Regions from separate parts of the Bombyx mori genome. Here region 1 is linked to region 2. A link is a contact called in public Hi-C data. All regions are on one chromosome and are shown on one strand. The core of a region is the stretch at or near the end of the contact, and the rest is flanking DNA. Distances in the headings are between cores, read along the strand shown.

The links. A called contact is a pair of places that touch in the nucleus more often than the background predicts.
Region 1: a contact with region 2 is called in a Hi-C map of midgut, with 1.6 times the contacts expected there. The contact joins two enhancer-like sites. A contact is called at or near these places in 6 of 7 Hi-C or Micro-C datasets (middle silk gland, midgut, posterior silk gland and 2 more).

Annotation. Positions count from the first base shown.
Region 1 is chr22:2,754,728-2,759,293 of ASM3026992v2, forward strand. It overlaps LOC101741761 (four and a half LIM domains protein 2), which reads left to right. Exons shown (of 10, transcript XM_062674867.1): 3 at 1,311-1,458; 4 at 1,596-1,812; 5 at 1,894-1,997; 6 at 2,125-2,268. Among protein-coding and RNA genes, the nearest start is that of LOC134200941, 11 kb to the right of the region's middle. Within about 2 kb of position 2,089, at least 8 of the 8 cell types and tissues checked have open chromatin away from gene starts, as enhancers often do.
Region 2 is chr22:2,707,301-2,712,159 of ASM3026992v2, forward strand. The region is part of intron 2 of LOC101741761 (four and a half LIM domains protein 2); the gene reads left to right. Among protein-coding and RNA genes, the nearest start is that of LOC110384971, 13 kb to the left of the region's middle. Within about 2 kb of position 1,706, at least 3 of the 8 cell types and tissues checked have open chromatin away from gene starts, as enhancers often do.

The sequences.
Region 1 (4,566 bases), core at 839-3,338, 48 kb after region 2:
AACTGCACTATCGATCAATAATATTAAAGGCAAACAATATTAATCTATTTTCAATTCGACCACAGGCTTTAAACAATAACAAAAGTTTCCCAATTGACAGTAAACAAAGAGTATATTTTGATGTATGTGTTGTGTCAAATACATGGTAGTGTATGTAATATTGATTTAATGTGTTTTTTATTCATAATTTACAAAAAAATATTAGCATTCTGCACTTCTACTCTGTATTCTCTATAGGTATAGGAAATTTCATACTCATCCGTCCGGGCAATTTTCGTAAAAATGGTTACAAAGTTTTTGCTTCACGTATTAATATATAGATCCTCTCATTCCCATTCAAACTCGGGATTCGTTCAGGAAAATACAAAAAAAACTCAGTCAACGACATGCACGCTATCACCAATATTTTATCATTCTTGTCGACGATAAAACTTCATTAGTCGCTTCTCACTCGAAGTGTTCGCCCTGGTAGTTAGTTCTATTTTAATATGCACATTCTAATTTTTTCGGCTTAGAAATTGTTCTTAAACCGCCTAATCGGTAGACTTCAATCTTTCCACACGATTCCTAAATTTTTTTGATTAAAAGTAATGTTTTTACATCGTTGAATGCATATTAAGTGCGGATAGATATATGACAAAGGGAAAATCTTCCACCGCGCGGGTGATATTGCTCGGTAGACCGACGGTCCGAATGTTGTTGTTCGGAACTTGTATGCATATGCTTATGTGCGCGCTTATGTTGAAAATGTCGTAAGCGAGATTCAGGCATCTGTCAAATATCTTCTATTGTATGATGGTCGCCTGCTACATATGAGTCGTCTATTATCAAAGGTGGCAATCTGTGCATTTGGACAAAATTTTTTTATTGATATGTCAATACAGATTGATTTGAATATAATCGTCTCCTTCAAAGAATACGGTTCAAAACCTGCATTAAATAAAGGTTAATACTTAACCTGTTATTTATCTAAGATGTCGTTCAGAAGAGTTTTGTGACTGCCAATGGAATACAAAGTCAATAATTCGTTTTTCTAATTTACCAATAATTGTCCAAAAGTCACATTGCCGGCTTTGATAATAGTCGACTCATATGTAATAAGAAGGTTTTTGCAAAGCAAAATTTTATCCACACCAGAATTGGATCATAGTTGAATGTATTTGATATTCCTTATTTAAATGTGTTTTTAAATATTACATCCGTTTTGTATAAGTATTAACTGAAGTATTTAGCGGCAGCTAAAACACTGCCTGCCTAGATAATGTTAAATTAATTACATTATTAACATAAAGTGTTTCTGTTGTTAACAGAAAGACCTGCAAGTCATGCGGGTGTGATCGATTGAAGCATTCGGTGTACCATGAAGAACTGGGCTCGGTTCGAGACCGACTCGGACTCCGCGACTCTAGAGTCAACCATCACTCCTATGACAGTCCGCCCGGACTCACCGCTAAGCAGGTAAATGAACACTAAATACTGTACAGCGACATCTTGTGACAAGTAGTAGAACCATAAATAGGTTAGACCTAAATTCTCAACATTGACGACGATTATGAATTCGGAATACCTAATCAATTTTTTTTTTCGTATCTTAGACCGAGCTGTACTGGCAGTCGCTCGCTGAGCGTACTCCTACTAGTACAGGTGGCGCCACTGGTCAGGCGGCGTGGCGTGCTTGGCGTACTAGGGCCTTAGCTTCCCAATTACCAAAGCAGGATCTTACATTGGATCATTGCAAGCACATCGACGAAGGCCACCGCAAGCAATATGAAGATTTCGTCGCCGCCAGGAATGAAATTGCTCTTGATATCGGTACCAAAATATCATTTAAGCATCTCCATCTATTGTCAAGTAGTCTACTTACTATTCTAAAATATTGAATTACGTTTTTAGGTATCGCTAGTCAACATCATGGATCTCCGCTGGAATGCATTGGCTGCAATAAGTCGATCAGAAGCGGCAGCATTACTATTCTTGCACCTAGAATAGGAGAAGACGTAAGTAAATTCAAACTTTCATGTAATCAAAATTAAAAATGTATTACAAACCTAAATCAAATCGTGTTTTTCACTGTCGCCGCTAGATGGCGCGAATTTAAAGATTATTATCTGGGTTTTGTTGCAGGCGTTTTTCCACCCGGCGTGCTTTTCTTGCTCGGAATGCGATGAATTGCTAGTCGAACTAGCTTATTGCAATTTAGACGGACGATTGTACTGCGTTCGACACTACTCCGAGAAGTTGAAGCCTCGGTGTCATGCTTGCGATGAGGTAAGTCGAGACAGCTAGATGAGGTCGCATGTCGCGCACTTATTGTAGTTAAAGTAGTATTGTGAACCAACATAGATAGGCACCTGCTGATTTCTGCCTCAAATTAGTCATATATTTTGCAAGGAGAGCCAACAGAATCGAGACTCCGACCTCATGTTTTATGATGGTTGATGATGTTCACTTTGTGTTGTCTATGTATAATAATTTAATAAAACTGCACCAATGTATTCCTACATATGAGTCGTCTATTATCAAAGGTGGCAATCTGTACATTTGGACAAATTTTTTTTATTGATATGTCAATACAGATTTATTTGAATATAATCGTCTCCTTCAAAGAATACGGTTCAAAAGCTGCATTAAATAAAGGTTAATAGTTAACCTGTTATTTATCTAAGATGTCGTTCCGAAGAGTTTTGTGACTGCCAATGGAATACAAAGTCAATAATTCGTTTTTCTGATTTACCAATCATTGTCCAAAAGTCAGATTGCCGCCTTTGATAATAGTCGACTCATATATAGTTAAAATCTTATATAGCCCGTTAGCTTAAACGTTTATTTGTACTTATATTCGGAAAGTACACACATGAAACTAGAGCCAAAAGATTATGACTGACTTCAACATTAAAAGATAATGTTTATTATATTTATTTATGTATTTCATATATAATTATACATGCCGCCATTATTATACTAGCATTCTATGAATAAATATGTAAAGGCATTACAATTACTAACTACTTTCTCCTGTTTGTCCTTTTTTGGTATCTATTAAGTAGCTTTAATATTACCATATATTTTTTTTAAAGTTTTTTTTCTCTTGTAAATCAGAAACAAAATCTATTTTGTTTCAGACACTAAATCAGTAATACAGTTTTAGTGATTATACGAACACTGGTTTATTTAAACAGTTCATTTAGGAACTGCATACAAACGAGACCGCGTAAAACGGCCAATTGTAGACTGTAAGTTTTAGTTAAGATAATCCTGTTTATTTCGATCGCGGGACATTCACGCGTTTGTAGGATAGGACACCTGTTATAACCCACTGAGTTTCTCGCCAGATCTTCTTAAACTGTCGCGATTCCGATCCGGTAGTAGATTCAGCTATTTTTCCCTACCTATTCGTTGGTAGCATAAGGTGCAATTTCAGCTACGCCCGGACGGGTCAGTGAGCTCACGGGCTCAACCTGAGAGAATTTGCTAACACTAGCCCTAGCAAGAGCAGTACTCTGCAGAATCTACCACCGAATCGGAATCGCGACCCACTGAAAAGATCCGGCGTGAAACTCAGTGGGCTGTGTCTTTGGGTTAGTTCACTCGTCGAACTCTTCGTCGTAATCGACGAGTTCGATGAGGAAAGACTAAGGAAAGGACTACTCTTGTTAGGGCTAGTGTTAGCAAAGTCTCTAAGCTCGAGCCCAGCAATTAGATGAATAGCTACTTTTGGCTAACAGTAGTTAGGTAGGGAAAAAAATCACCTGCTATACAATACAATTTAGATTTAGATCCCGGAATTGATGTTGCGATGTCTATATGCTTCGTCAATCACTTTAGACCAGGCGGTTCATACATATATTTATTATAGACAAAACTTTCGTAAATGCAACCACTCACAAAAACGTTTTTAATATTATTATCGAGATAGGTCTTGTCTCTGTCTTTAAGCTTGAAGACCTGCAATAAAATAGATTATTTCGACCACGCAAATAGGAGAGTGAACAGTGAAGGTAGTTAATAACCGTGTCGCTGCGAGATATTTCACTAGTTTTGGAACGATTCCAATTAAAAACCATAAGCTTCTAGATTGAGCGACTAATTATTATATTAGGTGTGTGGGTTAATTATATTAACATTTTTAACGTAATATAGAGTATTCTTTTTTACTGATGGTAGGATCTCTTGTTAGTAGGAGTGGGTGATATAAATCGTATATAGATTCAATATCTATATATCGCAGCAATATCGTTGAATCCGATATCGCCCCGCACGAAATCTATATATCGATATCAGCCGATACACGATATTGCTCGATGTGATGCGCATCGGCATATCGTACCGATTCGTTAATATCAGCAATATTCGTTTGGTTCGTATCGAACCGGCCAGAGTGAGTGAGCGCACGATAGGGATATCGTGTGATGAATGAAACAGAAACAGGCATTATCCATACAATTGTAAACCTTATATTTAAGTCCATATGTCTGTAGATTATTCTTAGCGTATCAGCAGGATACAATTAAGGAAAGAAGTTTCAACTTTCGACCCTAACTTGAATGCAGTATAACCTATTTGCAT
Region 2 (4,859 bases), core at 456-2,955:
CTTTGCTTTTTGCAACATCCTATATTCCCAATCATAAAAATCGATTATTATTAGCAACACCTAATTATCCGTATAATAAAAAATCTAGAAAAAAGAACAGCGATACTTAAACCACCCGAAAATATTCTATAGCACCCATTTTGTTGTGTAAAGCATAATAAACCAGTGCAATAAAGTTTAACGATATCATTAATTAGTTGTGTAGTGCACGTTAAAGAAAGCCGTGACCTCATCGCTGCTTTACGAGTTGTAAATTAGGAAGTTCGAATCCGTGCAGGGATTCCTTCTAATTTAAAATATTGCAATAATAAGTGCCCAGTTGTTAAGTATGATTTTGATGGTAGTTAATACGAATTTACTTCGCCCGAAAGATAAGCTGATGAGATCGAAACAACAGACGGAGAGATCAGGGTTAGTGTGGCGTATGATCAAACAAATCGGAGTTAATTTTAAAATGCGTACACATAAAGAGAACTTAAGAATAAAAGTAATTAAATCAATAAGATTATATCAAAATACAAACGCAATGTATTCTATATTATGACTACATTAATTACATACAGTGAACCGGAATTTAATTGGTTAAATTGATTATTGTAATATATAATATAATCATTAAATAATTTAGGTAATTTAGAAACGGCCTAAAAGGTCATAATACACACCTACTTCCATCACAGACCAGACAGATGTATCCAATTGTTCGATTGTAAATTAATAGAAGTAAATTTTCGCATGTTTTTACTTAACAGGTTTTATTTTTCGTCTATAATAATAAAAATATATATACCAGAAGAGCCTTCCCAATATGTAGATTAAAGACGAGAATCTAAACCAATATATAAATAACCCATGTTTAATAAAAAAAAGGAAACATGTCCTTTAAGCCGTGCATTTAAATTAATTAGAACAAATCCTATATTTATTTACGTCAGTGAAAACATATATGAGACCCCGGAAATCTCGTTTTACGCCACAACCTTGCCAGTTGGATACTGCCGTAATCAAACAGCTGCGTTCTCTCAAACGAATCCAAAGAACGCGCATCGTTGTCTAGACAATGAAAAATCTGGTCAAGATCGACCATAAATTTATTATAATTATATCGCATAAATGTATTGTGGATGTAGTTGCAATTAATAATTTATAGTAGAATATTTTTAACCTATTTTGAAGTTAACGGTACAACCATAGACAACAAATAACATTTTTATTAGGCTGTACAATATTCATGGCGACGCGTTACTCTTTAGTTGTCTGTGACCACGAAAACTAAAAAATAATAGAAACGTCGAAAAAATGAAATGAAAATTACAAACAACAGATTAAACCGTAAAAGTTTTAACTGCATAGATAATATTTCTGTTACAATAGAAAATACTAACTGTATTGCTTGTATCCCACTAATAAATTGTTCAACTTTTATTATTACTTGTACTAAATAGAAAACGTTTGCTTTCTAATGCTAGATTAGGTGTTTTCACCAAAATGCCTTTTTCTATCACGATTCACGACCTAAAATGCGTAATGCGTATAATAATTGCGTCTTTGATGTCCATTCTCTTTGCACAAGTAAGCCAATAAGCAAACATTGGGAGTCTAAATTAAACTAACATAATTTTAACCCCACTGTAAAGCAAATACATATCAATAACAAGTTATAACTCCCAGCTATGTGACATTGAAATGAGTCAGACTTTCTCAGCTGACTCAGCCGTATGTTTTGCTTCAGATGAACGTTAAGGCATTCCGTGATCGCATTGGAAATTGTTGGAATATCTACGGCTTGAATTGTTATCGTACGTTGTTTGTCTTCGTCACGAAAGGAATTCCTTTCTTCGGTTATATTGACGTTCGCTTGACAGGTGCGTCTGTGATACTTTTTTTAATGGCGGCGGCGCGGCGTTTCTTTTCACTCAAACGTCAAATTTTGAGGTTATATTTTGAAGTGATTCAAACGCGCGCTTGTCAAGATAAAAGATTACTGAAATGTTCTTAAACATTTCAATTCTCTCGAAATCATGTGTCTGTATGTATGCTTGTTCTGCTTAATAGTTTACGTCTTATAATATACATGCCAGATTTTAAGTATAATGGTATGTTAGTAATACAACTTCTTCTAATCTCTATCTTCAAATAAGAAGAAAGATGGAAGATATTACAATATATCGTTGTAAATTAGGAGTTCGTTCGTTGAACTTTATTTACATTTGCATCTTCCGGCTATCATTGGATTGCAAAATAAGCACAGGAAATGGCTATGAGTAATATTGTTATCTTAATGGTGGTAATTGTATTATTGTAAGCCCGTAAGGGTCAGATCATTAGCAGGCCTCCTCTTGGCGTGAAGCAATCAGGTTTTCCTGTTCGTAGGATAAGGAGAATCCGTTCTCAATGGTCAGAATGGACCGCACTCCCAATAGGGTAGGGAACTGCCTATTATATCACCATTCGTGTGAGTTTCGGCAATGAAAAAATAGTGGCAACAGTAAAACAGTCACTGCAGATCTGGATAACAGGCCAGATTATATATTACATGACATAATATAATATAATTATAATAATATGCGACATCATATGTATAATATACGACCATATGCACGTTAAACTAAATTAATCTTCAATTCTCAAATTAAGTACCTATTCATTTTGGTACATAATAACTCAAGTCTTGTTGTCCAAAACACAATGAGCCCGAGGTCGTATTAATTCGAACATCGATCACGTTACCTTAGGTTTTGACATTTGAAGGATCTAATCGCTTTCATACGCAAATGAAATCATCACAAAGCTGACCAGGCTTTCTGGTGGATATTTTTACTGGTTATAGGGTGTCTTGTGGGACCGCAAAGCAGTAATGCATTTGGTTTTGAAGGTTGGGGCAGTGGTGGTACTACAAAAATGGAGATTTAGAACTCATATCTCAACTCATATCTTTTTTACTGGTGGTAGCACGTCTTGTGAGTCCGTACAGGTACCACCACCCTGCCTATTTCTGTCGTGAAGCAGTAATGCGTTTCGGTTTGAAGGGCGGGGCAGCCGTTGTATTATTAAAAGTGAGACCTTACAACTCATGTCTCAAGGTGGGTGGCGGCATTAAGTTGTAGATGTCTATGGGCTCAGGTAACCACTTAACATCAGGTGGGCCGTAAGCTCGTTCAGTCATCAGAGCAATAAATAAATAAATATGGGTCGCAGCATTTTCGTTCTTGATGTCTACAGGCTCTGGTAACCACTTCACAACATGTGAGCCCCGTCAGATCATACCACGGAATAGATAAATAAGGTGGATCGTACAACCATCTGAGCAAAAAAAATAATTGAATTTTCACCTAAAAGTATTTTTAAAGGGAATGCGCTATGATTATGAATGAGGTAATAAAAGTCAACGGGAATATTAAAGTCAATGATCGAATGCCTGACTGAAGTCTATGTTTGTTGTTATCGAGCGCTTATAATAGGGTCCGGGCTATTTAAAGGACCGTAAAAGAGTATTTAAGCGATTATCGAACGATTATTAATCATAGCGTGGCAGTATTTGTATCTACCTTAAATCTACTTTACTATTTTCCAACTAAAATCTGATCTCTGTTACGGCGCCATGAATAAGAGCCACCAACCTATCCATATTTGCCGCGTAACAGGTGTGTGTTCTGATTTGAAGGGTGGGACAGCAATATAATTGATTATGGTCCGACCGAAAGTTTCGGTTTCGGCCGAAACTGAGTCTGATGCCGAAATTCGGTTTCGGTTTTAAAAACCAGTTTCGCTCAGACACTATAATTGATACTTCGATCACAATAGTGAAGGTGCATAGCGGCATTCACGTTGTAGCTTGTGTAGGCTGCGGTAATCATTTAAAGTCGTGTAGTCCGCGAAATTTAAATTTCTTTTTGAGCGTATTTCTTACCCATTTCTTTTTTTTCTTTTTATTGCCTTTGTAGGCAGACGAGCATACGGCCCACCTGATGGTAAGTGGTTAGCGGCGCTCATGTACGTCTGTAATCCCAGGGGCAGAGCCAAGCCGCTGCCTACCATTAAGTACTCTCCGCAAGTCTCGCTTGAAGAAGGACATGTTATATTTATTTATTTATTTATTTTGTCAATTTAGTTTTGATCTGTATAAAGTTATAAAGCCATTTAATTTTGTTCGTCTGACATTTTTAGACATACATATGTAATTATGGCATTGCACTATCATATTTTACATATGAAAGCATTTGCACTCAATGCAATGCAAGAAGTCGTTGTGGCCTAAAGTAGAAGTCGTTGTGGCCTAAAGGATAAGACGTCCGGTGCATTCGTATGTAGAGATGCACCGGTGTTCGAATCCCGCAGGCGGGTACCAATTTTTCTAATGAAATACGTACTCAACAAATGTTCACGATTGACTTCCACGATGAAGGAATAACATCGTGTAATAAAAATCAAACCCCCAAAATTATAATTTGCGTAATCACTGGTGGTAGGACCTCTTGGGAGTCCGCACGGGTAGGTACCACCACCCCGCCTATTTCCGCCGTGAAGCAGTAATGCGTTTCGGTTTGAAGGGTGGGGCAGCCGTTGTAACTATACTGAGACCTTAGAACTTATATCTCAAGGTGGGTGGCGCATTTACGTTGTAGATGTCTATGGGCTCCAGTAACCACTTAACACCAGGTGGGCTGTGAGCTCGTCCACCCATCTAAGCAATAAAAAAATAAAAAAAATTATAGGATTATTAAAAAAAAAAACTTTCGATTAAAATTATGTTTTAGAATTCTTAAAGGATTTTGTTATTGCTTCATTACGCGTCCCAAGCGATTTGCTTGAAAGTGTCCAAGGCCACAAACAATTCTAAAGGTACAGCTGCAAGGCTT